Linked DNA regions of Mus musculus: all the other regions are linked to region 1. The links are chromatin contacts, called in public Hi-C, HiChIP or PLAC-seq and promoter capture Hi-C maps. All regions are on one chromosome and are shown on one strand. The core of a region is the stretch at or near the end of the contact, and the rest is flanking DNA. Distances in the headings are between cores, read along the strand shown.

What was found. Promoter capture Hi-C pulls out the DNA fragments that hold promoters and counts their contacts. Hi-C and Micro-C count contacts between places; a contact is called where the count stands out from the background. HiChIP or PLAC-seq counts read pairs in DNA pulled down with a chosen protein or histone mark.
Region 2: a Hi-C map of CD8 T cells shows a contact between it and region 1, with 6 times the contacts expected there. The contact joins the promoter of Msh3 here to the promoter of Tent2 in region 1. A contact is called at or near these places in 2 of 39 promoter capture datasets (hippocampal neurons and pre-B cells), 3 of 484 Hi-C or Micro-C datasets (CD4 T cells, CD8 T cells and pre-B cells), 1 of 115 datasets of contacts at active chromatin or transcription factors (the SCID.adh cell line) and 2 of 9 other capture datasets (adipose tissue and liver).
Region 3: a contact with region 1 is called in a promoter capture Hi-C map of pre-B cells, with 9 times the contacts expected there. The contact joins the promoter of Fam151b here to the promoter of Tent2 in region 1. A contact is called at or near these places in 3 of 39 promoter capture datasets (cranial neural crest, liver and pre-B cells) and 3 of 484 Hi-C or Micro-C datasets (CD4 T cells, CD8 T cells and liver).
Region 4: an H3K27ac HiChIP or PLAC-seq map of thymic regulatory T cells shows a contact between it and region 1, with 4 times the contacts expected there. The contact joins the promoter of Serinc5 here to the promoter of Tent2 in region 1. A contact is called at or near these places in 2 of 484 Hi-C or Micro-C datasets (CD4 T cells and embryonic stem cells), 10 of 115 datasets of contacts at active chromatin or transcription factors (astrocytes, bone marrow-derived dendritic cells, embryonic stem cells and 6 more) and 2 of 9 other capture datasets (adipose tissue and liver).
Region 5: a contact with region 1 is called in an H3K27ac HiChIP or PLAC-seq map of bone marrow-derived dendritic cells, with 4 times the contacts expected there. The contact joins the promoter of Arsb here to the promoter of Tent2 in region 1. A contact is called at or near these places in 2 of 39 promoter capture datasets (embryonic stem cells and liver), 3 of 115 datasets of contacts at active chromatin or transcription factors (bone marrow-derived dendritic cells, memory CD8 T cells and microglia) and 1 of 9 other capture datasets (adipose tissue).
Region 6: a Hi-C map of B cells shows a contact between it and region 1, with 18 read pairs. The contact joins the enhancer-like site here to the promoter of Tent2 in region 1. A contact is called at or near these places in 2 of 39 promoter capture datasets (the C10 cell line and pre-B cells) and 1 of 484 Hi-C or Micro-C datasets (B cells).
Region 7: a promoter capture Hi-C map of hippocampal neurons shows a contact between it and region 1, with 5 times the contacts expected there. The contact joins the promoter of AW495222 here to the promoter of Tent2 in region 1. A contact is called at or near these places in 8 of 39 promoter capture datasets (the 3T3-L1 cell line, the C10 cell line, cranial neural crest and 4 more), 2 of 484 Hi-C or Micro-C datasets (cerebral cortex and embryonic stem cells), 8 of 115 datasets of contacts at active chromatin or transcription factors (the 230-238 cell line, SST interneurons, astrocytes and 5 more) and 2 of 9 other capture datasets (adipose tissue and liver).

The regions. Positions count from the first base shown.
Region 1 is chr13:93,191,100-93,193,842 of GRCm38.p6, forward strand. It overlaps Tent2 (terminal nucleotidyltransferase 2), which reads right to left and starts at 1,318. Exons shown (of 15, transcript NM_133905.3): 1 at 995-1,318.
Region 2 is chr13:92,353,663-92,356,405 of GRCm38.p6, forward strand. Msh3 (mutS homolog 3) reads right to left here and starts at 1,341. Exons shown (of 24, transcript NM_010829.2): 1 at 1,101-1,341. The coding sequence starts at 1,238. It overlaps Dhfr (dihydrofolate reductase), which reads left to right and starts at 1,121. Exons shown (of 6, transcript NM_010049.3): 1 at 1,121-1,682; 2 at 1,988-2,037. The coding sequence starts at 1,597. It also overlaps the pseudogene Gm19308.
Region 3 is chr13:92,482,665-92,485,407 of GRCm38.p6, forward strand. Fam151b (family with sequence similarity 151, member B) reads right to left here and starts at 1,367. Exons shown (of 6, transcript NM_001163627.1): 1 at 1,264-1,367. The coding sequence starts at 1,288. Gm52060 (a long non-coding RNA gene) reads left to right here and starts at 1,409. Exons shown (of 3, transcript XR_003950692.1): 1 at 1,409-1,472; 2 at 2,281-2,355.
Region 4 is chr13:92,609,755-92,612,497 of GRCm38.p6, forward strand. Serinc5 (serine incorporator 5) reads left to right here and starts at 1,384. Exons shown (of 12, transcript NM_172588.2): 1 at 1,384-1,533. The coding sequence starts at 1,507.
Region 5 is chr13:93,770,249-93,772,991 of GRCm38.p6, forward strand. It overlaps Arsb (arylsulfatase B), which reads left to right and starts at 1,431. Exons shown (of 8, transcript NM_009712.3): 1 at 1,431-1,844. The coding sequence starts at 1,530.
Region 6 is chr13:92,637,935-92,640,677 of GRCm38.p6, forward strand. All of the region lies in intron 1 of Serinc5 (serine incorporator 5), which reads left to right. Among named protein-coding and RNA genes, the nearest start is that of Serinc5, 28 kb to the left of the region's middle. Within about 2 kb of position 1,422, at least 51 of the 459 cell types and tissues checked have an H3K27ac peak or open chromatin away from gene starts, as enhancers often do. A contact at or near this core is called in B cells, where this site is marked.
Region 7 is chr13:93,717,795-93,720,537 of GRCm38.p6, forward strand. AW495222 (expressed sequence AW495222) reads right to left here and starts at 1,381. Exons shown (of 3, transcript NR_045086.2): 1 at 1,090-1,381. The region is part of intron 13 of Dmgdh (dimethylglycine dehydrogenase precursor); the gene reads left to right.

The sequences.
Region 1 (2,743 bases), core at 68-2,567:
ACCAAGATTCCTGAGAAAGTAGCAATTTCCTACAAGAACTGCATGGCTTAATCAAGTTATGTGTGCACTCTAAGTGTCTTGGATCAGTTCTTTGTTCTACAACACAAGTGTAACTCCCAGATCCTGCTCAGCATGCACTGTCAAAACCACCTTCAGGCTCTGAACAGAGCATTCTTTTTATTAAAAATTAAATTCCATCTAAGAGTTTCACAGAGTCTGTGTATTTCTCGAACACATACAATTGGGGCAATTCACACCAACCAGTGTTTCTATTACAGGTTACTAATCAGTACAGATTAACCGTGTTAATAGCTGTTAACACAGCAAAGCCCTATAGTACTAAACTATGTACTATGATGGTAGTGTGACTTCACAAAAACCATACGCTAAACACGTTAAATTTCCAATCCTGTTTGACCTGCACAATTTTTCCTCTTCCTCTTATCAACAAACTAATTACTTTAAACAACGCTCAAATAGGGCAAAACAAGAAACTTAAATCACAGATACCAGGAAACACATTGCCCCTTGTGTTCTTAAGCAGTTAAAGAAAGGAGAGCCCAACCACAAATATGACTAGGAAAAGTGAATTCGACCATCAGCCAGTCCTGACCTGACTGAGATGACTCCATGCTGTTTAATTGTCTCAGAGATAAATGCCTTCCACAAGAGTTCGTTAATTTAGACATTTACCTTGGGTCTCCACTGCCTTTTGGAACTCCAAGAGGGAGTATCAAGACAGTCTTACTCTTTCGGTCTAGGGAGTGAGGAGAGGGCGGGAGGCGACATGAGAACTAGCGAGAAGACAGATCAGAGAAAGGCCAACATTCTTCCCAAAGTCCGGCGGCCTGGGAACGCCCCTAATCCAGGGAGCTCCGGGGGAGCGCCAGGCTCTCCCGCGCAAAACACAGCGCCAGTCTCAGCCAAGTTTCACGCGCCCGGCCGGGGACCGGGGCCTGCACTCGTGCATCCCCACCGAAGCCCTGAAACTCACCGGCGTCCACGCCGAAGGGCCGAGCGGGGCCCAGCGGCACTGCCCGCCAACACGCTCCCAGGCCGGAGCTGCCGCCCGAGCAGGCAGAGGTAGGAGCAGCCAGCGGCCCGGCGCAGCGAGGCCCAGCTCGGGCGGGCAGGGCGGCGGAGAGTCACGAGCCTAAGGCCAGGCCCGCGCGGCCGTGGAAGGCTGGGGGTGGCGACAACAAAAAGAAAGGGGGGTGGGGGAGGAAAAAAAAAAAAAGGCGGAAGACTAAAAAGTCGCCGAAAAGGCGGCGTAGACAACCCTGTCACAGGACCCGGAAGATCAACGTGACCCCGGAAAGGAATCATCAGCGGGAGCGAAAGGTCAGACTTCCGGCAGCCGACACTGGAGAGCGCGTTTGCTGAGCTGCGCAGGCGCACAGCCCCACCCTGGTCCAGCCAGGGAGTCTGCGGCGGCTGCTGAGATGGTGGCGAGGGAAGGTACAGCCCGGCCCTTCCGCAGGGCAGTAGGCCACCCCGCTCCGCTGGCGCCGCCTCCTAAGTTACGTGCCGCTGGCCATTTCCAGGAGGCCTGTTCTGTCCATGGAGGGCCTTCCAGGAGATATCCAAAACCAACCTTCCCATTGCTGGAAAGATCAGTATGAAATCGTGGGTGATGTTCTCCTCAACAACAAACAAACAAAAACAGTTTCTTGGAGACAAAATCATGCCTCTAAGGCCCCCAAAACCACCCACACATTACCCTGCCCTAGCTCGCACTCACTTGTCTAACAAATACCCACCATTGTTTCTCATTGAGAGAACTTTAGTATCTGGTGAAACTGTCTAAACTGCTTGATTTATTGATGAATATCTGTAAACAATAGCCCTGTTTTGTCCCCGTAGAATCTGACCGTTCCCAATCCCGAAAGTAATGATTTGTTTACTGCTTTTTGGTTTTCTTGTTATTTATTCTGGGTTTTTTTCCCCCATTGTTTTTAGTTTGGTTGTTTTTTTGTTTTTGTTTTGTTTTTGTTTTGTCGGGACAGGGTTTCTCTGTATAGCCCTGGCTGTCCTGGAACTCACTTTGTAGACCAGGCTGGCCTCGAACTCAATAGTTATTCAATTTTTAATTTTTCTACCTTAATTCACAAACTGAGGTCATTTCTGTGATAATACTTAGAGTCGTTTGATAACTTACTATATGAATAATAACTTAACTGAATCCCACTTATTTCGATAAAGAGTTTTCGTTTCACTTGACTTGCAAAGTCTTTATAAATTATATTTGAATCATTTAAATAATTTTTTAAAAAACTTGTCACGTGCTTCCGAGTATCATCTGATGTGGTAAATGTTAATTGTGCTTTGGTAATAAAGTATGTTCAGTTATTGTGTAGAGTATTTTATAAATGTCAGTTAAGTTGATCTTCAACATGGCTCTGGTTTCCTGTCTTGCTTGTCTTTTCGGGCATAAAAAGGGCATATAAGAAGGCTAGGGCCAAGACAGGTGTGGTGGTGCACGCCTTTAATCCCAGCACTTGGGAGGCAGAGGCAGGCGGATTTCTGAGTTCAAGGCCAGCCTGGGCTACAGAGTGAGTTCCAGGACAGCCAGGGCTACACAGAGAAACCTTATCTCGAAAAACCTAAAACAAACAAACAAAAATGTCAGCCTATCATGTATGAGTCTCTGGGTTCAATACCCAGCACTGAAAAAGTACTGAAATATGGCTATAATTATGGCTCATTCTCTATTTCTTTTCTGTCTGTCAGCTGCTACTGCCCT
Region 2 (2,743 bases), core at 91-2,590, 840 kb before region 1:
AACGACCAATGTATTTCCTGTTTCAAAGCTTCCATTCACTATTAAAAGATGTCCTGAGACTATCTGTTGGCAGATAATCTATGAAAAACTTAAAACTTTTGCCTAATATCCTCTCAGTGGTGAGTGCAAAATGAATCTTAGTGAATGTACAGAAATAAAAAAAAAGCCTTAAAAAGAGAGAGTAGAGCATTAGTCAGTATTGGAAAGAAATATAAATGAAATGGGTTAAGATTCTTAAACTGATTTGCAACTGCAGTAAAATACAGGAGATGCCCGTTACAATCACCTTCTACATCTTCAGTCTGGGAAATGACCGAGGCCTTAACTCACCCTGAACAAGTGTGACACATTGCCAGCTAGTGTGGGAAACATCCTTGGGCCTGTGTTTGTGGCAGTATCACGATGGGGTTTTGGTTTTGTTTCTCTTTGCTTTGCTTTGAACTATCTGATGGGCTGCAAGCAACAGGAAGTAGCCAACTATAAGCATGTACAGAAACTTCATCCATCTAAATGCTTACACTGGAAATCTGTACAGTAAAACGATATTCTGGCACGGGGATCAGAAAGACAGAGCACATGGTTTTGAATTCTGAGAAACTAGCCTTAATGACAGCTTTCTTCTAGTCAGCCAAGCAAGCATATGTAAATAAAGCTCCTCTTCAACCATCAATACAGTAGGGAAAATGTAAAGGAAAGAATGAAGAACAGAGGTTAAAAAACGCATCCTGGGCCGGCCGGCCAGTCCTCGCCATTCACCACGATAGAAGTTTCTGGCTCGGGTTCCGGCTACCGACTGGAAGCACCAAGACCTCAAATCTATTACCGCTGGTCGGGTAAAAAAGTCAACTAAAACAAGGACCAGAAGAAGCCGCCACCTTAAGCCTTCCCTGGCCCCGCCCCTTAGCCCTACCCACCATTAATAAGCTCTCCATAAGGCCTCCGCTTCCGGCCACGACGGCTACGCACCCGCCCCACCCTGACCCCGCCCCTAGCGGTCCGGCCCCACCCCGCCCTCTAGCTCCGCCCCGTCCCAGACAGAACCCGCCCGGGACGGCCTTCGCCTAGGTGGACGCTAGGGGCGCCGCGGAGCCGTACTTTACCTTCTCTGCTGGCTCCGTGGAGGACGCGCTGGATCTTAGGCTTCCCGCAGACCTGAAGAACCGGCTTAGAACCGTTTGCCTCCCCGGGCCTGGGCCGGCGGCAGTAGAGCCTCCCGACGCGGATTTCCCGCGGGGCATTGCAGTGTGCAGAAGAGCCGGCCTGCTAGGAGCGCGAGCGCGCGGCCGCACTTTCTCGCGCCTGCGCGCGCGCACGCCTCAACCTGTGCGGGACCGGCCTTGGGGGCGGAGCCTTAGCTACACAAATAGAATGCGCGGCGGGCCTTGGTGGGGGCGGGGCCTTAGCTGCACAAATAGGATGCGCGGCGGGCCTTGGTAGGGGCGGAGCCTTAGCTGCACAAATAGGATGCGCGGCGGGCCTTGGTGGGGGCGGGGCCTAAGCTGCGCAAGTGGTACACAGCTCAGGGCTGCGATTTCGCGCCAAACTTGACGGCAATCCTAGCGTGAAGGCTGGTAGGATTTTATCCCCGCTGCCATCATGGTTCGACCATTGAACTGCATCGTCGCCGTGTCCCAAAATATGGGGATTGGCAAGAACGGAGACCTACCCTGGCCTCCGCTCAGGTATTGGCCGGGCTGGGCTCGGGAAACTGAGGCGGTTCACTGAGTAGGGTCATGCACTTGGCTTGGACGCGCGGGACGGGCGTGAGCGGTAGGCCTACCGGCCTCAGCCAGAGACCAAGCTACCGGTTCCCGCGGTGATCCCCCTGCTGTGCCAGCCTTTGCTCACAGGCTCCCTGGCCGGGAGCAAAGTCCTGTCCTTGAGCGGGCAGCAACACCACCCCCCACACCCACACCGGACTTGCACCTTTCGTCGCTGAATGGAGCCTGAGCATACATGACGGGTTAACTGTTTCTCTAACTTTCAGGAACGAGTTCAAGTACTTCCAAAGAATGACCACAACCTCTTCAGTGGAAGGTAATGTAGAGTAATTAAGTCATGAGAATTATGTTTGCTTGAAGCAAGATTTACATGGTAGAGGTATGAGTAGAAAGTCTCCCCTGGGAATCTGGGATCTCTGTTTCTTGCTAGAAATTTTTGTGCGATTCCCAGATTTTATTAAACATCCTCTTAGAATACTCTATGTTTGAAATTTTGTTAGCAAGTGCATATAGCTCGAATATAACTGGGCAGAATCGGCAGCAAAATTTAGCACTTTGAATAGAGACCTGAGCCGGTATTTAGAATTGTTACTGAAAGACAGAAGACTTGAGTAAATGGAGAAAAATGCAGGGGAGAAGAGGCTAAAAATAATTTAAATCTGTTGGCTTTAGGAAGACACGGTGGGATGAAGGCTGTGGTCTTCAGTGAGGCAGTCTGGGTGACTGACTTTAAAAGAATGGGGAGTGGTGTGCAATAATTATAAGGCAGTTTCCCATTACTTGTGATTGTAAGGACATTCGCTGTAATTCTTCCTAACAGACATGTTTGCTTATTGCTTATCATTGTAGGAGAGGAGGGCAGAGCTGATGGGAAAAAGAAGTCAGCAGTGTAGATGTTGAACATTAGTAGAGAACATAGTAGGTCACTGTGTAGACAGGTTGACAAATGCCATCTTGGGGGCGTGGCACAAAACATGCACACAAGCCACCTATTCATGTTCTCTACTGAGTAGCCTGGCGTT
Region 3 (2,743 bases), core at 117-2,616, 710 kb before region 1:
TTCCCATCCCCCCCAGTGCCCTCCTGTACCAGGGTCCCTGGTTTTCACACAGGCTGTGTGGATGGAACTCTTGTCCTCATGCCTGCAAGGCAAGAAGCTTTGCAAATGAGCTCTTTCTCCAGCCCTGCCAATGTGATTTTGACACCTACCTCTCCCTCTTTTGTGGGCCTCGTGGGAAGAAATACCTAAGAAATTGATATTGAATTGATCTACTATGGGTTGGGAGGGGAAAAGTCTCACCTTACCCAATAAATATGCACCATAAACATTTACAGAAACTTTCTTAAAATTCACAGTACAAAACCAGAGGGAGGCCCCCAACCTTGAGAGAGTCCACTCTATTCCTTCTTTGACGTTTGATAAATATAAGAACAAATAAAAAGAGTGTGAAGTTGAAGAGAGGTTTGGTAAGATCTGGGGGAGAGGGAAAGATAAATTGATCAAAATACATTGTTTAAAATCTTCAAAGGTTTTATGCAAAATAAAGAAATATTTAATGTTTATGTGTGTGTTAAAAAGCAGAGACGGAGAGATGGCTCAGAGGTTAAGAGCACCAACTGCTCTTCAAATTTGAAGGTCCTGAGTTCAAATCCCAGCAACCACATGGTGGCTCACAACCATTCGTAATGAAATCTGATGCTCTCTTCTGGGGTGTCTGAAGACAGCTACAGTGTACTTACATTTAATAAATGAAAAATCTTAAAAAAAAATAAAATAAAGAAGGTAGAGGGCTGAAGAGATGGCCTAGCAGTTAAGGGCACTGACTGCTCTTCCAGGGGTCCTGAGGTCACTTCCCCAGCAACCACATGGTGGCTCTCAACCATCTGTAATGGAATCCGATGCCCTCTTGTGGCGTGTCTCAAGACAGCTGCAGTGTACTCATACAAATAAAACAAAACAAACAAACAAAAAGTGAAAGGTTAAAAAAAAAAGATAATGTGGTATGTATGTAAGACCTTTTTGGAAGGATCCACCCACGAATGTGTAGCAGAAATTTGAGGGGGAAATGGGCTAATGATTGGGAAGGACTAGAGACCTTACTGAACCATTTTGAACTTTTAATATCAAAAATGAATTTTCCTTTTGTATCTAAACAATCGATTTACCCTAAATTGTTTCTACCTTTGTCACACGGAGATACTCTTCGGCCTCAGTTAAATCAGCCACCACTTGAACACCCCGCAGACACTGGCATTTACAACTCAATAACAAAACAGGAAAAAGAGTAGGCGGTACCCTGCCCGCTGAACCCTCCACACTTACCCGGGCCCCCTGCACATGCTGCCATGGTGACAGACAGACGCAGCGATCTGCGCAGGTGCACAAGGTTGGCAGTCTCCTGGTTGTCTTCCTGGCGGAAGCCAGATGACCTGACCGGAACCTCTGCGCCAGTGATGTAAAAGGTGCGCATGCGCACTGGAACTGCTAGGCTTGGGGCAGGGAGAGAAGCGGGGATAGTGGGAAGAGAGGAGGTGGGTCGCGGGGAGAGGATTGCGGGGCACATTTCCCATAGTGCAGTGGTCCAGTTCTGGTGTGGAGCTACTCATTCTAGGGTACAGCGGGCTGCAAAGCTAGAATACATTACCTGACAGCACAAACGGAAGTGGTTCTCGCCCAACCCTTCAGAGAGTAAAATTTTTAAGTCACTCTGACTTGAGTGGCAATTTTGGCCTCAACCGGGTCTCCAAAGTCTCTGGATTTCCTCCAGCTCAGCCAGAAAATATAGCCCCATTGCTTTATGGTCTTTGGTTTTCTACCTGTATCTTCACATTTAAACTTACTTCTTTACAAACAGCATAAACCACACACCTCTCACCTCAAGAGTTTATTCCTGAACCAAGTATGAGTGATAATCGTTCTAGAACACGAAACCAGTTGCCCCAGACATATTGCATAGTTTAGTAGTGTTTTTCGCTGTTTAAGAAAGTTATATATCCTGGAAAATTTCAAATACTTTTGTGGAAACATCAGGCATGCAGTTTACAGCAAACTGAGTGCACGTTTCCGTTCCTATCCGACGGTTCTTGGGTTTCAGGCTGGTACTGTGTTAACACATTCCAAAAGTTTCACCTAGTCACAAGGACATGAGGTCAAGTAAGCAATGCAATTAAGGGAGCTAAACACAGCACAAGAAGATGCTGCTAGAGCTTCAACATTCCAACACCCTCACCCTGGAAGTTCTAACCACCAGCCTTGTTAGTAATGAAATTGCTATTATCAAAGTACTCCTACGAATACAGGCAAGATTTCTAATGGATTTTTGTTCCTTTCTGCAATTAGGATGCTTTTTACCAATCGCGGAGTAAAAAACGTTCAGACAGAAGCAATGGAACCTACTTACACTCCATAACCCAGGTAATTAATATAGTATGACTACACAATGCTACACTGTAAGTAAGAAATGTCACTATGAACACGGTGTGGATGACCCTGGAAAAGTTAAAAACTATGAGTCGTTGCGTATGTAAAGGAAATCACTGTCAGGTAGGCAGCTGTGCCCTGTGCTCACTGCAATGTTAACTCCTAAAAGCAAGACACAAAACCAACCTAAGATCCACCAGTAGATGAATAGATAAAATGTAGCAAGGCCCATCATGAAGTTCAGGGTTCATATAGGAGACCCTGTTATTTGCAACAAGGATGAACTGTCAGATGTTGGGTGAAGGAGGACAGGCCCAGGAAGACCAAGGCTGCATGATTTCACTTCTATCACTGACCTAAGAATGCTGACCTGGACAAAAAC
Region 4 (2,743 bases), core at 134-2,633, 580 kb before region 1:
GAGGTCTCTGATCCTAATCCAGTGACACTGGGACACTGGGTGAGGGGTCTCCTAAAAGAGTGGGTAAGTTCCAGCTCAAAGGTTTGGACAGTTTACCCCCCTCCCCCACCTCTTGGTCGGTTCCCACAAAGACAAACTCTTGGTGTCAGACCGGTTTCCCCAGGGGCTGAAGTTCTAAGTCTAGTGACCGCCCTGCAGCAAACAATGGAGCTCGCTGTGAAGCCCTGCGGAGGTCCTGGCTCTGAGTTACAGGCTGCCACCCAGCAGGTTGCTCCTCCCACACCTTCTTATTTTTAGTTACAGCCACTGTCTTCATAACTTTTCTTAACCGCCAAGTAGGGCTCGGTTGTGTGTGTTACTCTAAACTCCTGGATCTAAGACGCCAGAAGATTCAGCGTTGGTAATAACTAAAGCACGGATTATCAAAAACAGTTTTTTTTAGTTTCTATCTCCTAAAGTTCCCAAGACACTATAGGCAAAGGCTCTGTCCAGGGAAGGTCAAGTCCTGGGTTTTGTGCCTGAGGATCAGACGCTAGGCTAGGATTGTCAGCTAGGCGTTTTCACTTCCCAAGGCTTTAGGCAAGCTATTCAAGTTACTTATCCGCTGTCACTTTCCTCACACGGGTACAGCAATGTTTATCTGAAATACTCTTCCAACCAAAAAGGCATTGGTGTAAAAATCATACTAACAGAAATGGTTTTACATTTGAAGTAACCGTGAGAAGAGATTCAGGTAGAGAGCAAAACTTGGCACTCCCTTGGCATCCAACAAGCAAATGTTGGAATCCTCCTTTCAACGTGGGTCAGCTGAGAGGCAACTAGGACCCCAACCTAGGTTCCCAGATCGACTCTCGGTCAGAGTTCCGCGGGAACAGCAGGTGGAACAGCTAGGCGCCTGGGGAGACCTGGCATCTGAGGGGGTGCGGGAACAGAGGGGTTTCCCGAACGTGGATCTGGTAGATGCCTGAGGAGTAAGGCGATCGCAGTCCCATACCAGTGGCGCCCTCGTGGAGGGACCAGCGCAGGGCATTCGGGAGGGAGTCTTCCTCTAGGGCTACGGTTTTAACTACCAAAGGCAAGCGGATCTAGTTTACTGGATCCGGGGCGGAGGAGCGCCGCGAAACCCGGCGGGTCAGTAAAACCCGAGAGCTTGTAAAGACTGCATTCCCTTGGTCTAACTCCGGCGGAAGTGCCAGAGAGGAAGAAGCCCACTGTGCTGCCCGGAAAGGGGCGGGGCCATAGCCATCCGCCGGGCCGCTCAAGGGGCGGGGCCTAGGATATGGGGCGGAACCTACACTCGGGGCGGTCTTAGGGCGGAGCCTGTGGGGCGGGGCTTGGCGGCGGTTGTTTTCGGGCCAGGGTACGGGGCTCTCAGCTGGGCTGCTGGGCTCGGGGATAGGAAGCAAGACGAGCTTCTTCAGTCGCGCGCTCGCGGACCAAGCCGAGAGGGCCCGAGTGACGGGCCCAGCGGGCAGCGTCCCCGAGGCGAGGTCGTCGGCCGCGGTGATGTCTGCCCGGTGCTGTGCTGGCCAGGTGAGCGAGGCGGGCTGCCGCGCGGGTTATCAGAATCGCGGACACCGACGCGAGCCAAGCTCGAGTTCTGGAAACCCTGTGGGCGGGAAGGGACGCGGGGAAGCCCGAGAGGCAACCCCAGCGACCTCGGTGTTCGGCCTCCGGGATTCCGGGCTGGCAGGGCGAGCGGGTCTGGAGCTGAGGATCCCATCGGTTCCCAGGACGTGTCACCTCCGGTCGAAGCCTCGAGTAGTGGCTCTGAGTTCCGTAGCTCTCCTGCCACTGCACTGCCTGTGGGATAAATCCAGGAAAAACGTGGGGTTGGACAAGATCTCTGTTTCTGTACTCCGAGCACAACTGGTCAGTCCGAGCAGGGCGGCCGCGTTTGGCATCTCCAGGTCTAGAACATGGGGCTCTGTATTCACGAGAACGTCTGGATATCCGATTTGCAAACTCCCGGACACAAGTCTAGGCACAGGGAAGGCTCAGCCCTGCTTTATGGGTTTACCGACCGGACCCTACCCAACCCTGACTGGGCACGAGCCTTCGCTCCCTTCTTTGCAACTCATCTTGCTGGAACCTGTTTTGTAATCTTGCCAGTTAAATTCACGATATCCAAGCCATAGGAGGCTCCTAACTGGAGAGAATTATTAGGTTTTAGCCCTTTAATGCTAATTTCCCTTTTTTTTCCTGCAGGGTTAGAAAAACAACAGCGAACTAGGTAAAGCCATCTGGATGTCTTTCTCCCATGTTGTCTTTTTGTTAGGTTTTAAGGGGTTATAAAAAACAAAAACAAAACCTCGAATCTGATCGCGGTGGGTGGGCATTCAGGTGCAGGACTGGTCTTGTTTACTTTGAACGTCAGGACAATGGGAGCCAGCTGTACGTGCTGTAGGGGGTTAAGCTGTGTCTCTGGACCCATCAGGTTTAGTGGCCTATAGTAGTCCTGTCCTCTTAGAGGTGGCCCTGTATGTCAAGCTGGCATTTTTCAGAAATGAGGAAAGTGGGGCTTTTTGGTTTGAGTAAAATGATGCCCGTCCCCTCAATGTCTGGAAAGGAAGGACGAAGGAATATGACCCATTCAGGCTTTTTAGACCAAGAGGGGCAGAAAAGATTGTTTTCAGAAAATTGCAAATATTCATTCTCTCTCTCTCTCTCTCTCTCTCTCTCTCTCTCTCTCTCTTTGCTGGTGCTGTAAGTTCTAGGCAAGTGCTCTTTGAGCAGCACCTCC
Region 5 (2,743 bases), core at 181-2,680, 580 kb after region 1:
AGCTGACATGCTCAGTTGAAATGCAGGGCACGGGGATTTTGGTGGGTGCTTAGTTCCAGGAGCAGTATTACTGGAGGCTGTTTGATGCTTATCAAGGGCAGGGAAAACCTGGACCTTGGCCTGGGACTGTAATCCCAGTTCTGTCAGTGGGAGATGAAGAGGCAGGAGGACAGAGAGCTGGAGGAGCTATCCTGGGGTACATAGTAAGCACCTGCTTAAAAACAAAAAGGAGAGGACTATAGAAAACAATTATGGAGTAGAAGAATATGCAGAGACCACACTATCCCCAACACAAAAGCGAACAAACAACTCTTCTAAGATATTGTTTTTGGGTTTAAAAATGCCAAAATTTAAAACTTTCTGGCTATATTTTACTAAGGATAAGTAGTAGTTATCTACTTCAAAGAAAACTCTTATGTATGTTAAGAGGGAAACATATATTCAAGGATAATCTTTTTTTAAAAAGGAAAATTTTGGCCGGGCGTGGTGGCACACACCTTTAGTCCCAGCACTCGGGAGGCAGAGGCAGGCGGATTTCTGGGTTCAAGGCTAGCCTGGTTTACAAAGTGAGTTCCAGGACAGCCAGGGCTACACAGAGAAACCCTGTCTCAAAAAAAAAAAAAAAAAAAAACCACACACACACACAAAAGAATTTTTTTACTCTCACACAAATCACAAATGCAGAAATGAATACATCATGTGATTTCATCTAATTTATTAGTGAGAAACCGATAAGAAATTAAAATTGGTTATAAGGAACAATACCACAAACGCCCATCAGCCAACCGCATGGAAGTCAGTTGAGTACATCAGCAATAATTACTTTTCAAGGGTATCATTCATCCAGAGCTTCTAAAGCTGTAAAGTAACTCCCACGGACTCGGCCTCAGCCAGAGAGGGTGTGTCCTTCAGGCAGCGCACATTTTTTCTCTCTCCACCTAACAGTTATCACTCATCTCTAGACATTGAGTAAGCAAGTAGACAGTCTTAGGTGGGCATACCCCGAATGTCTTGAAATGAAACTTCACCATTTCATTTTAGATTCTGGGCAGACAGAATGAATGTGTTTGGCCCACTGATGATGGGAAGGAAGTGGCTTCATGGGTACACACTGCACAAAGGAATCTGAAACACCATCTGCACCACCTCTCTTCTCTCATCTGTAATGGTCCAAACCATTACAGGGTTTCTTCTGGGGATAAAAGGAGCGCTAACTATAGTGCTTAGCTGTCAAGTTTGCGGCTAGATTTAATCAGATAAAGGTTGTGAAACAGCTTTGGAACTTGTGGCTCTCGAGTTCATGGCTAAAATAAAGAACGGGCCTCTGGGCCTTGGAAGGACCGGCTGAGTTCGCCCGCGCGCTCTGTGCGGCTCCTCCCCCGGCCCCCGCGGGAGGCGGAGGCCGTGGACGCCGGCCCTCCCCAGCCCGCGGCCCGCCCAGGTGGATGAAATCTTGCTGGGGAGCCCGGCCGCTCAGTTCCCGATTCTGTCGGGGGTGCCCGCAGCACGGGCTCTGCAGGCTGCTAAGGATGGGCAAGCTTAGCCCGTGCACTGGCAGGAGCCGGCCTGGAGGTCCCGGGCCGCAGCTGCCACTCTTGCTGCTGCTGCTGCAGCTGCTGCTGCTGCTGCTGTCGCCGGCCCGGGCCTCCGGAGCTACCCAGCCTCCGCATGTGGTCTTCGTGCTGGCGGACGACCTGGGCTGGAACGACTTGGGTTTTCACGGCTCGGTCATCCGCACGCCGCACCTGGATGCGCTGGCGGCCGGCGGCGTGGTCCTGGACAACTACTACGTGCAGCCGCTGTGCACGCCCTCGCGGAGCCAGCTGCTCACCGGCCGCTATCAGGTACTAGGCGGCCTCCAGCCCCGCGTGACCCCGCGAGCCCGCCAGCTCAGTCGGACCGCGCTCGACAACCCTGGCTTCCCCAGGCTGCTGCCTAGGGCCACTGCGCATGCCTGACTTCCTCCTGGTGGCCGAAGGCAGGAGTGGCTTTCGTTTTCTCTAGGTCAGAGGAGAGCGGGGTTTCTGGGATCTCGAGGTGCTGTGTCTGTGAACCCCCAAAGAGAAGGATAGACGAGGTCCTGAGGAGAAAGGATGGAGAAGAAAAGGGAGGCCCAAGGAGCTCCAGAGGGCCATTAAAGTGAGAGGCTGCACTGGGACGGACCCTAGTGACTGACGCGGTGTGTCATAGATCAGGAGTGACCTACTTGAGCCAGGAGGATAGGAAGCCATGTAGATGGGAGTTTCAGAGATTAATTTAGAAACACTAAAAAGACTTGGGATTGTTGACAAGGGACGCATCACCCGAAAAGCCTTCAGTGAATGAGCGTGGGGGTGGGGTATGTGAAAGATCTTAAGCTTTCTCTCAGCCCCTGTTGTACCTGGGAGTCAGGCCACAGGTGAGATAAGGTGCACCCCAGGCTCCTATATCTTTCCTTTACTAAGTTACCCCCTTGCCTATAACTATGCATATGTCAACAACGTGGAAATTCCAGCACCCACGCTCAGATCCTCCGCTGTGCATGGCTAACAATGGAAGTCATTTCCAGGTTCTCCGTACCCCTACAATGAAAATAAGGGTGCTGATATTTCTTCTACCTTTGAGGGTGAATCCAGCCCACATGAGTCTCTTCACTGCCCCTTTAGAGAGTATGTCCCCCACAGAGTATGTGTATGTTAAATGACTGGGAACAGTAAGAACGTATCTTGTAGTGTTTTTATTGTACTGAAACGTTTTTAAAAAC
Region 6 (2,743 bases), core at 172-2,671, 550 kb before region 1:
TGTCCTGAAGATCAAAAGAAAGTTTTTGGATCCTCTGAAACTGGCGTTGTGAGCCCCCAGGTAGATTCTGGGAATTGAACCTAGATCCTCTACAAGAGCCACGAGAGCTTTAAACCTTGGAGCCACCTCTCCGTTCTGTGCAGTTCTTTCTTAGGAAGGCGGTGCATGCCTCGCTGCTGTTTAGAATGCTTGTTCACTATTCTGTGTGGACCACTGTCTCACCTTTTCTCCGGGACTGGGGGATATAGTGGTTGGTACTGCTCAGGTAAAGGAGACAGGCCTTTGGGTTTATTGATCTCTTCTTACAGCTCAGATCTGTAGAACAGTCTTGCCCTACTTCTAGTATATAAAAGCTATAAAATTAAAGGACAAAAATAAGCAAGGTGGATTCTAACCTTGACTTGCTTATGTCATGTCTTAGAGGCAGCTTGCTAAACCTGAAGGACATTATGTTCAATAAAACAAGCCAGTTACAGAAGGACAAATATCGTATGACTCCATTCAGACAAAGTACCTGAAGTTGTTAAAACACAAAACAAGAGAAAGAGGGGTTCTAAAGGTTATGTATGGGGCAGGAAGCAAAAGGAGGAGCCTGTGTTGAGTAAGAAGAGTTTGGGGCTACGTGTGTGTCCTAAAGACCACGTGAATGTCCTTAATGCTGATGAACTGTAAGCAGACATATGGCTAAGGTGGTACACTCAGTGTTTTCACATATAAAAATGAGGTGAATTTGGGGGTGCAGAGAGGAAGGGATGGGCAAGTACAATGTTAAGTGAGGTCCTTGTCCTCCTTTGCGAGAAAGGAGTTGAAGAACAGACCACTGTGAGCCCATGTGTACCTGGTTGTCATATGTTCATTTTCAGTATGTGTTTGTGCACGCTGGAACATTTCTGAGAGGTGTTTGGCAGCAGTGGTCACTGCAGAGGATCGGTAGAGGAAGTCGGAGGGTAGGCAGTCATGTCTGGACATTAGGTTGTCATTTGACAGTTTTCTATGCTGTCTAGGTTCATCTTGCTATTTAAAATTTTCAAATCTTGTTTCGGCAAAGCTACATGGGTAAAATTTGGCATCTTGTATCATTGCATTTCTCAAGATTGCTTTGATTTTGAAACTGATATTGAAATCCCTGTCCTTGGAGAGTCAGAGAGTATAGGAGGAGGTGGTGCATGAAGCGTTTAGAAAGTGGGGGTGACCATAACAGAGCTAACCCACTTTTGTTCAGAACAGAAACGCAGATGTCTGGCTGCACATCTGGTACAACTATGTCCTGGTACTTATTTTTATCTGCATGCCCACAATTTACATATGTAAATGGAGGTTTTTTTTTTCTTCTGAAGTTCTGAGGTGTAACTAGAACTACAGAAAAGGAGTATACCGCCCACAGCAGTGGGTGTTAGGATGATAACTCAGCTGTCAGAGCTCCTTGTCTGGATTCCAGCTGGGCTGTGGGTTGTTAGCAAGTATCACTCCCAGGGCTGTTTTGGTGCAGGACGAAAAAACAGACTTGGGAGCTGCAGCGCCAAGACTCAGCCATTTCAACGTGTGCTCTTAAGGAAACTGAATGTTGAGAGACCCGTAAAGCACATAAAACACTTTATGTAAACTTTATAAAGCACTTTACAGCAGGCTTATGATTTCAGGAGCATGAAGCACTTTCAGCCCCCGAAGTGTTAGGAATTTGCCTTTGGGGGCACTTTGTTCTGCTTAAACTAACAGGTGCTCAGAAACACTCCTTATTCTTAAAGTGGGATTGGACAAATGCCCAACTTCCACTTCTCTCTTGAGCAGAAGATCCAACCAAATAGCTTAAGAAGCTTTTGTTATTGTATTGGTGGTGGTGGTGGAAGTGTGTGCGTGCATGTGTGAATCCTGTGTGTGGTGTGCACATGCTAAGGTGCACGTGTGCAGGTTGGAGAACAACATCTGACATTCAGGTCCAGGCCCATTGCTCGCAGTGGCTTTCCTTTCTTCAGCGTGTTGACAAGGTTAACCTGCTGCCAGTGATCAGCTTTTTTACCTTGAAAAAAATAGTATTGCTGTTGCTGTTTTTGTTGGTTTGTTTGTTTGTTTTGAGACAAAGTCCTACAATGTAGCCTTAGAACTTGCTATGGCGTTAGCCTCGAAGTCACAGAGATCTGTCTGCCTTCTCAAGTGCTAAGCTTAAAGTCATGTGCCACCATGCTACATTTTTTTATTATTATTTTTAATGCTGTGTGTGTCTGTCTGTCTGTCTGTCTATCTGTCTGTCTCTCTCTCTCTGTGTGTGTGTGTGTGTGTGTCTGTATTTGCATGTAGTAGTTGGTTTTTTGTCAACTGGTCACAAACCTAGACATCTAGGACAGAGAATCTTGACCTTCAGATTGGCCATTTTCTCATTTTCTTGATTAATGATGGGGGGGGGGAGCTCACTGTGGGCAGTGGTCCTGGAGTGACCTACATAAGCCATGAGATTAAGTCAGTAAGCGTGCAGCTTACACTGCTTTAGTTCCTACCTCCAGGCTTCTGCCTTGAGTTTCTGCCCTGACTCTTTAATGATGGAGTGAGTGTAACCAGAGAGAGCTGTTTACAGCTTCCCCAAGTTGCTTTTGGTGATGGTGTTTGATCCCAGCCACAGAAAACCAACTAGGATATTGCATGTGGCTTTGTGTACATGCAGGTTTCCAGGAAGGCCAGAGATGTAAGATCTCCCAGAGCTTGAGTTGTTACAGGTGCTTGGGTACCTCTGACATAGGGACCTAACGTG
Region 7 (2,743 bases), core at 131-2,630, 530 kb after region 1:
TATCAGTTCCAGCTAGAAGAGAAATCAAATGCCATTAAATGACTTTGAGTAGGGAAAGAACTCCCCTGCCTCTCTGCTTTCCAGATGAGCACTGACTGGGTTTGGGGGTAACGTTTATTCTGCCTTAATTCCCCCTGCTTAGTGGTGAACCCCAGACATTTTCTGGCAGGCACACGCCAGAGGATCTGAGTATCACCTCTCACATCCTTGCTTTCCCTCTGTTACGTTTCATTTCCCTCTCACAATCATCCTTAGGCGAACTAATGTCCTTTTCTTTTGAGGGACAGGGACAGTGGTCCCGTGTGTGTGGGTCTAGTCTTCCCCACCAGTGGGAATCAAGAGCTTCTCTGTGTACAATTGTTAACCACTTACACAACATTTTTATATGCATTGATTCTGCTTTGCTTCTGTCTTAGTTTCCTTCCTGTTTCTGTGGGGGAAAAAAATACCCTGACAGAAGCGAATTCAGGGAGAAAGGGTTTCTTTCAGTTCACAGGTCCAGGTTACAGTCCTTCAGAGTGGGGAAGTCACAGTGACAGTGGCTTGAGAGAACTGGTCATGTCACATCCATAGTCTAAAATGATTGCAAGCCCCTGGACAGCTGCTAACTGGCTTCCTGCACTTTACCCAGGATCCCCTGCCCAGGGAATGTGGTGTCCACAATTATGAAGGGTCTTCCCACATTGACTGTTGTCATCAAGATAAAGCCCCTATGCGCGTTCCCAGAAGCCCTTGTTCTATGACTTAGCTTTACCACGACTCTTATTTTGCATACATTCACTGGGTTCATTGAGCCCCCAACATCCAGATTCCTGTGACCAGGGTCCTATTTACCTTGTGGGAGAAACAAAACCCTAACTTTTACAGAGAACTGACGTTTTAGGGGCCATTGTAAACATGAGCTTCCGAGTGGGGACTCTGGGGTTTAAATCTATCCTTTACTTAACTCTTGGCTGGCTGGCCTGCTCTCTTATAAAATGGAGTATTTATCCTAAAGAATCAGCGCAGACGTAGAGATGGTTAGTAATGAGCCGAACAAACACACTATACAGTTAATTTCTAGGTTAACCTGAGAGCTCAGGTACTTACCCTTGGGCCTTCTCATTGATGCAAGCTTGCAGGAAGCCGGTCCTGCCTGCTGCAGCGAACTCAAGTTTACAGCCAGGACTCAGGCAAGGCCAGCTGCCCTCAGAAAACAAAACAAATTTGTCCCCATGCTCAGGAAAAAGGACAGAGAAGCCACCCCTTGAGAGTTAAACATCGCTGTATTCTAGCCTCAATTTTTCTGATGTTTTTGGTTTTTTTGTTTTTCCTTCTGCTTCCTCTCCCTGGGCTCCATTTTAGGGTCCTCTTTCCCAACAGTGCCAGAGCGCCCTCTAGTGCAGAAACATCGGCGAAGTCGCTCTGTTTCCCTGAAAAAAAAAATCTCTAATTTTGGCAGACTGAAAAATAATTTCAGAGTAACTCAAACTAATTTAGGAAATATGAGAACACTTTTATGTGGTGTAAAGTAGTCTTACGTTTATCTAGTTTATGTCGACTCTTTGGGAGGTTAGAGCAGGCAGTTCTCATTCCCATAAAGAAATGAACAACAAAAAACCCGACTTCCAGAAAGGTCCTCTGCTCATTAACACTTAACTGAGTACATCGAGGTATTCTGTTCCCATTTCTATACATTTAGCAGTTCCTCCTGAGTTCATCTCTTTCATTTCCCCTCAGTTCTCATCGTATAAATTAGAATCTTCAAAAACCCCTTAAAAACAAAACAGTGATAAAAACCCCCTAACTTCATTCAGGTTTAGAACTAAATATTGGATTTCCCCTGAATTGATGCATCCTATCTCGAGTCAGCTAGTTCTGAGCTTTAATCCTCCCTTCCCGTTTTCTTTCTAGAACTCTGCAAAAGCCAGTGTTCTGTCACCTGCTTTCCCCTCTTTACCCCCATTCATGGCTAAATGCAAGCTAAGCAAAGTTACTTGTTACTTTTTTAAAAACACAATTATGTAATTAAAATTATTACATAACATACATGAGATTCTTGTTTGTGAAACACCATGTACTAGCCTTCAAATATTTATTAAGGTAAAAGATCGGAGGCCAGAGAGATGGCTCAGTGGTTAAGAGCACTGTGTGTGCTTCTCCTGCAGAGAAGCAGAGGTCAGTTCCCAGCATCCTCGATGGGCAGCCCCGTTACTTCAGTTCTGGGAGAGCACACCTGCACACACCCACACGCAGACATGAACACATACATGTACACGCAATGAAAACAGATAAATTCATTAACACCTTTAAAATAAAAGAGCAGTGGAAACCAACCCAATGTTCAGTCTCTGTGTTTGCCATATTTAAAAATAACAGCATTTGCCAAAGGCTTCATTTGAATGGAAAATACTGCTTCAGAGACTAGTCCATAATTGGTCTTTTAAAGAATCTTTACTCAAAAACCATCCAGTGTCCTTAATTCTGGGGAGACTAATATAAGAAAGTGATGTCTCTGTTTCTATCATTGTTATGCATCAGCTCAAGGTGGGAGCCAGTGTTTGCCAGTATTTGCTGAGTGAAGGTAATGGGTTTGTTTCTGTTTTAGTAATCTCTTCATCTCCCCTCGCCCTGTACTTGCTGGGAGTGGTGGTGAACTCCTTTAATCCCCTACCTGGAGGAAGAGGCAGGCAGATCTCTCTGAAGTCCTTTTAAGGACAGCGCAGTTCTTCAGTGAACCAAATTAGCAGGCTCACCTGGGATT